2 separate regions of the Mus musculus genome follow, and region 1 is linked to region 2. A link is a contact called in public HiChIP or PLAC-seq data. All regions are on one chromosome and are shown on one strand. Each heading gives the region's core, a stretch centred on a gene start, on an enhancer-like site or on the middle of the called end of the contact. The rest is flanking DNA. Distances are from core to core; before and after follow the strand shown.

Region 1 (3,516 bases), core at 121-2,620, 660 kb before region 2:
GAGAATGGAGAAGCAGGGGAGAAAGGTTTGAGAGTTCTGGGTCAGGCTGTATGTGTCCCGTGGTGGGAGTTTACATTTCTGGCTCCCAAGTGAAACTCTTCAAAGTGTAACCCTTGTGCCCACTCCCCCTTGACATGTCCCCAACAGGATCCACAAAAGGAGAGCAGATGACTGTGTCCTCTGCAGTGGCAGTTCAGAGAGGGACGAGTCTTAATGACTGCATTTCCAGGTCCAGCCACTGTGACGGTGAAAGCTGAGATGAGGGAAATGGAGCCAACAGACCCAGCAGAGAAATGATTATGCATCACTGAGAAATTCAAAATAAATATGATCTCCCCCCTCTATGATACAAAGTCATTCTTATGATTCAGAACTTTTTATATAAGAATTCTTTAGCTCCAAAAACATGAAGGGAACCACAGGATACATTTAGTAGACTATTTTTACATGATTGAAAAACAAGCTCACATAAATAAGTTTGAAATTTTGGATACTCCTAGCATGTTGTGGTAGACAGCTGGATGGGTTGTGAAATAAATAGTAACCACACATTTCCCACCACCTAACATTTAGTAGTAATGCAATCAAAACATCAGGTAGGGAAAGCCTTAGACGGTAAGGCACATTTTATCCAACTTACATTTGCAGATAACCGATTGCTCTGGGCTCTTAGAGGCCTGTCTGAAAATTCTGTAAGCAAAATACTACAGCAAAGAAAAGAGAAAAAAATGTTTAAATACCTAGCAAAATAATTCCTCTGTGCTCCTCATGTCAAGAAACAAGGCTCACTCACACCAGTGGATAATTAAGTAGCAGTACTGTGCACCCAGCATATATCATATATTTAAATGAACTAAAAAGTAAAACATCCCAGTTAGACACTAGGAAACTAATCACTAATTCAACAAAATGCCCCCCACCCCACCCCAAACATCTGAAACTCCAATATGGTTCAGGATGGTTCTTTCTCTGACATTTGTGAGCCCGAGATGTTTTTAATGACAGCTGATCCTTCTGTTTCCACCCACCTCGGAACAGGTCTGCTGTGCCTAGAGAGGTTTGGTTTTTCTTGGCCCACCAAGGTCCAAGGGGCAAGAAGAGCGCCTTCTGCGAGGGAATTGATTTGGGGGGATGAGTGGAGAGGGCCTTTTCTCTCCTCTTACCCAAGCTGGGGCCCAAGTAATGGAAGAAGGGGTTCTTGGAAAGGAAGAGCCGCCCACTCTTCTGGGAGCTGACCAGGTCCTGTCCCCAGCCTTGCCCCACAAACCTTAGAAAACTAGCTCTGGGCCTGTGATTCTGTGTCCCTGACTAAGCTTCTGCAGGCGGTGGGTGCTGGGCGCGGTACTCTCATCCCAGATTGTTGGCCTGGCTTGGTGCAGACAGGGGACGCTGAAAGCGTCTCCATGGAAACAGAGGGGCTCGGCGGGCCAGATGGAGGCGTAGTTAGGCTAAAATGGGCTTTAGGATTGGTCAGCTCCAAGACTCTTCAAGTGAGGGGGCGGTGCTTGGAGAGTGGGCCTGTTAGTGAGTGGGCGTGGCCTGCAAGAGGATCTGGTTCCTCCAGTGAACCCGCCAGAGAAATTCCCACAATCCAAGGGCCTTCTGAATGCCCCTGAGTTGTTTCCTTTTTTCAGTATTTCCATGCATTCAATTATTTCTTGTGAATATGCAATTGATTATTGTGACTACCTATAGCCAGCACCATCTCTTGTCTACACCAGGAGAGCCTCATCTGTTCTCAGGAATTCATTTTGTAGCTTTAAAGTAACTCCATTTGACCCGTGTGAATTCTCTCCCGGACTCTGCTCTCTGCTGATTTTCTGCACGAGTGTTTGTGAGTTCTATTTGCTGTCATCTCACAGGTAAAGATCTCTGAGTTAGAGGTCTAGAAAACTCTCTCTCTCGCTTGTTTGTATTTATTCTCCCCGCTTGCTGTTCCTAACTCTCTGGAAAGTCTATGACTGATCTTGTGCTGAACATGAGGTTCCTTAGAGATAGATCTTTGCAAATGAAAGAAAACTCAAACAAAAATAAAGGGGAAACAGTTTCCTCCAAGTGAATGTTGCTGGCTTCAGCTAGTTTTTTTTTTTTTTTTTTTTTTCTCAAGGGACTTGGACCCTTCTGAAAGTACTGAGGACTTAAGGACATGCCGATCTTTACCCACATAAAATTAATCTCACTTTATTCTTTTCACTTATAGATGTCTTTACTATGAGCCTATCTTCCCCGAAAGTGTCAGCTAAATGTGCGTTTTTGTCTTTCCTTTCTCTTGTCCTGTAATAGCATGGGGACAGGAATGTGGTATGTATTCACACAGGATTTTTAATTAAATGAATGATTGACAGGGAAGACAGAAATTCCTCCAATTGATTCTCTCTTCCCTGTCTAGAATTCAAAGTGGAGTGGGAGAAGATACAGATGACCACTTAAAGCTGTTACTTACCTACGATATCCAGAGTATCTTCTGATCTGTGCTCTGAAGATGGGTATTTAGGATAAGTTAAAACTCTCTTCAAATGCAAATTCTAATCCTCCAGTGGATGCCACCACATCCTAACCACTTCCCATAATAGATCTCAATACAGTGTGACATCCCGCTCTCAATCCTGATAGGAAAGTTTCCCTGAGGCCTCCTGTTTTGACTCCGGTGTTTTATTGCATGTGTCCCCTTGCAACACTGAAGAAAGAATATTCTAGGCAATCTGAGTTCTTTTGGGGATGACATTGTCTGACTTTTCCCTACAAACATTGATAAAAATGTACACCTTTGGTACTTAGAAAGTATCCTTTTACATTTGCCATTCCCAGAAGTAGTGATGAGACCCTGGAAACCCATTTCCTTGTCCCTCCTGTGTTGGTGATCTACTAAGAAGATCTATGTTGTCAATGACAGTCACAAGCCTTAGTTGCCTAAAACATCAAAGCCATTTCTGAATTATGCTGTGTGCTGTCACAAGTCAGCCTTGGGTTCTACTCTTTGCTACTGTCATAGCAGACCTGGGCTGAAGGGACTGCTGCCAGGGCATGCCTAGCCTGTGGAGAGATGATGATGGAGGAAAATTGCTCATTGGCTTCAAAGGCTTCATTTAGAATAAAAGCAACAGCTTTCTCTCACATTTCATTGGCCACAACTCACATGATCCTGCTCAAGTATAAGAAACAAGGAAACTGTCTCCTTACCCCGTGTTTGAAAGAGAAACCAATCACCTGTAAATGACAGGGGAACTAGTCACAGTGGCTCTTTCCAGTGCCACCTTACGTAGCTGAGGCTTCCCTGAAATACCTGATCCTCCGAGTACAGGGGTTTTGTGGAAGAACCCTTCAGTCAACATCTTGTATATCCTTCCTCACATTTACATAACTGTAAGCTGTTACTTTACAAATAGTTTCCTTTTAAAATGTTTTCTTCTTCTACCATTCTGATTACTAGTATTGAGTCCCCTGACTTGAATTTTTAACCCCTAACAAATACATTTTCCATTTTCATTCTTTTACCATTTTGTTACATATTATTTG
Region 2 (3,452 bases), core at 702-3,201:
GGGAAGAGGAACGAAAGAAAGGGTTTAGGAGCAGAGAGAGAAGGAGGAGAAGGGGGAGGGGACCAAAATGTCTAGGTTATATAGGGAAGAGCCTCTGGGGAAGGGGCAGCCCAGCCTCTGGGCTGGAAAGTTCAGGGTTGGGGGCAGGATATGCCAGATAGAGACTGAGGGATGCTGGGAGAACCTGGAGGCCAGATCCACTTTGATATGTAAAATATGCACCTCAGTCCCTTGTCAGAAAACAGACACACTATTCTACTGCTGTCTACACAGAGGAACACACACTATTCTACTGCTGTCTATACAGAGGAACACACACTATTCTACTGCTGTCTACACAGAGGAACACACACTATTCTACTGCTGTCTACACAGAGGAACACACACTATTCTACTGCTGTCTTCTACACAGAGGAACACACACTATTCTACTGCTGTCTACACAGAGGAACACACACTATTCTACTGCTGTCTACACAGAGGAACACACACTATTCTACTGCTGTCTACACAGAGGAACACACACTATCTACAGCTGTCTGCACAGAGGAACACACACTATTCTACTGCTGTCTGCATAGAGGAACACACACTATTCTACTGCTGTCTACACAGAGGAACACACACTATTCTACTGCTGTCTGCATAGAGGAACACACACTATTCTACTGCTGTCTGCATAGAGGAACACACACTATTCTACTGCTGTCTACACAGAGGAACACACACTATTCTACTGCTGTCTACACAGAGGAACACACACTATTCTACTGCTGTCTGCATAGAGGAACACACACTATTCTACTACTGTCTACACAGAGGAACACACACTATTCTACTACTTTCTACACAGAGGAACAAACGACCCAACATACTAGCATATTTCCAAGTAAACCAACAGGTCCTGAAATTTCTTTGGACTACAAAAGCCTAATGCTACTGACATCTAGTGGGCAGAGGACAAACCGTGCTGTGAAACAGGAAGGAAGACACAGGACTGTCTGGTGCAAAATGTCACCAGTGTCAGGTTGAGAAACTCTGGACTAAACAAAGCAAGACTGTCCACAGCTTAAAACTGTATATGCAATTAAGTTACTTTTTGAAATTGAGATTCTAACATTAAAAAAAAAAAATACAGTAGTTCAACCGGTTAACTGATGCAAGTAAGACGAATCAACAAATATTAAAAGTTCCTTATGACTGAACACTTTATCCAACCTCAGGATACACAGCATTCTTTCTACACAAGATAATGCAACGCCTACAAGGCAGGGCTAATTTAAATTAGATACTGGAGGGGAAAAAGAACTACCCAGTCCTATCCCATTTAAAAGGCCTTTGGAATCTTAAGTGAGGCAGAAATTTTGAAACAGATGTGTGACAACTTTTGACTTTTGTTACTAAAACCTGGCTGTATTGAGATGGGCTGTAGGCTATAGTAATTCGATGCTTGGAGAGTCCGTCTCTGTCTCTGTATGTCTCGGTGTCTCTGTCTCTCCCTGTCTCTCGTCTCTGTTACACACACACACACACACACACACACACACCATACCCTGTTGTTCCTGCTCAGATCACAGGATTTGCTAGCCACTGAAAAAAATAAGGCCTCACCTTCACGTCGTCTTTTAGCTCTGGCGCCAGGCTGAGCACCAGAAGGTAATGGGCATAAGCAGTGCCGAAGTCCTGGTCACCTAGACAGTGCTCAGCACTCTGCAAGGACCGTGCCACCAGCCGGTCCCGGCCGGCCGCACCTGCGCCACCCCCGGCGCCCCGGCGGGGCCTGGGCCTCGAGTTCGGCATGGATAAGTCTCGCTCGGAAGCCCACGAAGGAGGATGGCCTCGTCCGGGAAAAGAGTCTCCACGGCGCGCTTCCCTGGGCCGGTCGCAGCAACTGGACGCACAGAGGCACTGGGTGCACACAGCAGGAAGCCCCGCCTTCCCAGCGGCGGACAGGGCTGCGCGCGCATCCTGCGGCGAAGCGCTGTGATGACGTCACACCAGGGAGCGCCCCGCGGCCCACTATGGTCTTGGAGTACTAGGCTGTAAAGTCATTTTCTGGAATGGGGTTTTTTGGCAGACTGCAACCAAAGGTTTCCACCCTCTCTCTGCCTCCTGGAGAGTGCGGCTGCGAATTCCAAACCCTGCTCTAGTCCTGCTTGTGCGAAGCTCCAGGCCTTCTGAATCTCATCGCACCAGACTCACTACTGCAAAACGAAATAAAAGCTCCTTAAATTAATCACTGTGTACTCTCCTAGTATTAAGTATTCTCACAAAACTCAGTGAGGTGGAACTTGGGATCACACTCTAAAAAAAAAAGGAAAAGGCCATCACGGAGAACTGCTTCAAGGTTGAACAGTGGGATGGGTACGGCCGAGTCTGAATTTCCTGATGACATGCACATTAACAAAGAAGACTGATGTCAAGTGTGGCCTCTAAGATATAAATCCAAACTTTTAAAGCAATGTATAGAAATTATAGCGAAAGCTATTTTTTGTTCCCATTTTGAAGAGATTAGCGGTGCATACAGTGGTTAACAATGTGAAATGGAGGATACACCATTTTGGATATTAAGCTAAAATTCTCCAGTTCTCCCAAGTCCATCCTTTATGTGTCTTTTTGCTTTCTCTAGTATCTTATTGTCTGATCCACTCTTGTAAGCAGATACCTATGTACCTAAGAAAGGTCTTCGAAGACAGGAACTAATCACAATTATTTGAATATGTACAGAACGACAATTTTAATATATCTTGCACTTGATGAAAAGTGTTTCTCCTGCTCTTTAATTTTGCCTATGTATTTTCCTAGCTATTCATATCGTCCTTGTTTGATGCTTTGTGTATTAAGCAATGTAGGATTTAACTATACAGTATTTAGTGAGATGGAAATACAGAGGCAGGCCTCTATACCTAATGGAACTGAGTAGAACATAAAGACTAATTGGCTTGTGGGAAGGGTTTTCTCGTTCCAGTCTAGCATCCCTCCCTTGAGACATTCAGACAGACCTAATAAAGCTCTCTTCCTGGCTTAATTCATAAGGGTGCTCTAACTATACAATGTAATAATCTAGAAAAGCATTTTACTTATATATACATAGTTAATGTAATTAATTGGCATTATCTAGAAACATTTAGAAATTATCTAAACCTTAAAAAATGTTATTACTCCCGTAAACATTTAACCAAAGATGTATAATGTTATTTGCATCCTGTATAATTTAGAGGTGATAGACTGAGGCTGGGTAGAGAGACACAGCCCAGTCCTTGACAGAGACTTTGGTTTGCAATGTTACAGAATCTAGACTCACCCAGAGTCCAACCTTTGGTCATAGCTGTGGGTGATTATCTTGATTGCTTTAATTGGGGTAGAAAAACTTACCTACTGTGGGTAAACACCTTTCCCTGGCTGCCATCCTGGACTGTATTAGTGGAGAAAGAAAACCCAGCAACAGTGTA

What was found. HiChIP or PLAC-seq counts read pairs in DNA pulled down with a chosen protein or histone mark.
Region 1: an H3K27ac HiChIP or PLAC-seq map of embryonic stem cells shows a contact between it and region 2, with 5 times the contacts expected there. The contact joins the promoter of Ttc29 here to the promoter of Prmt9 in region 2. A contact is called at or near these places in 1 of 39 promoter capture datasets (embryonic stem cells), 2 of 115 datasets of contacts at active chromatin or transcription factors (both in embryonic stem cells) and 1 of 9 other capture datasets (embryonic stem cells).

The regions. Positions count from the first base shown.
Region 1 is chr8:78,211,196-78,214,711 of GRCm38.p6, reverse strand. It overlaps Ttc29 (tetratricopeptide repeat domain 29), which reads right to left and starts at 1,370. Exons shown (of 14, transcript NM_183096.3): 1 at 1,164-1,370; 2 at 641-704. It overlaps Gm39202 (a long non-coding RNA gene), which reads left to right and starts at 1,419. Exons shown (of 3, transcript XR_878950.3): 1 at 1,419-1,862.
Region 2 is chr8:77,547,896-77,551,347 of GRCm38.p6, reverse strand. Prmt9 (protein arginine methyltransferase 9) reads right to left here and starts at 1,951. Exons shown (of 12, transcript NM_001081240.3): 1 at 1,612-1,951. The coding sequence starts at 1,800.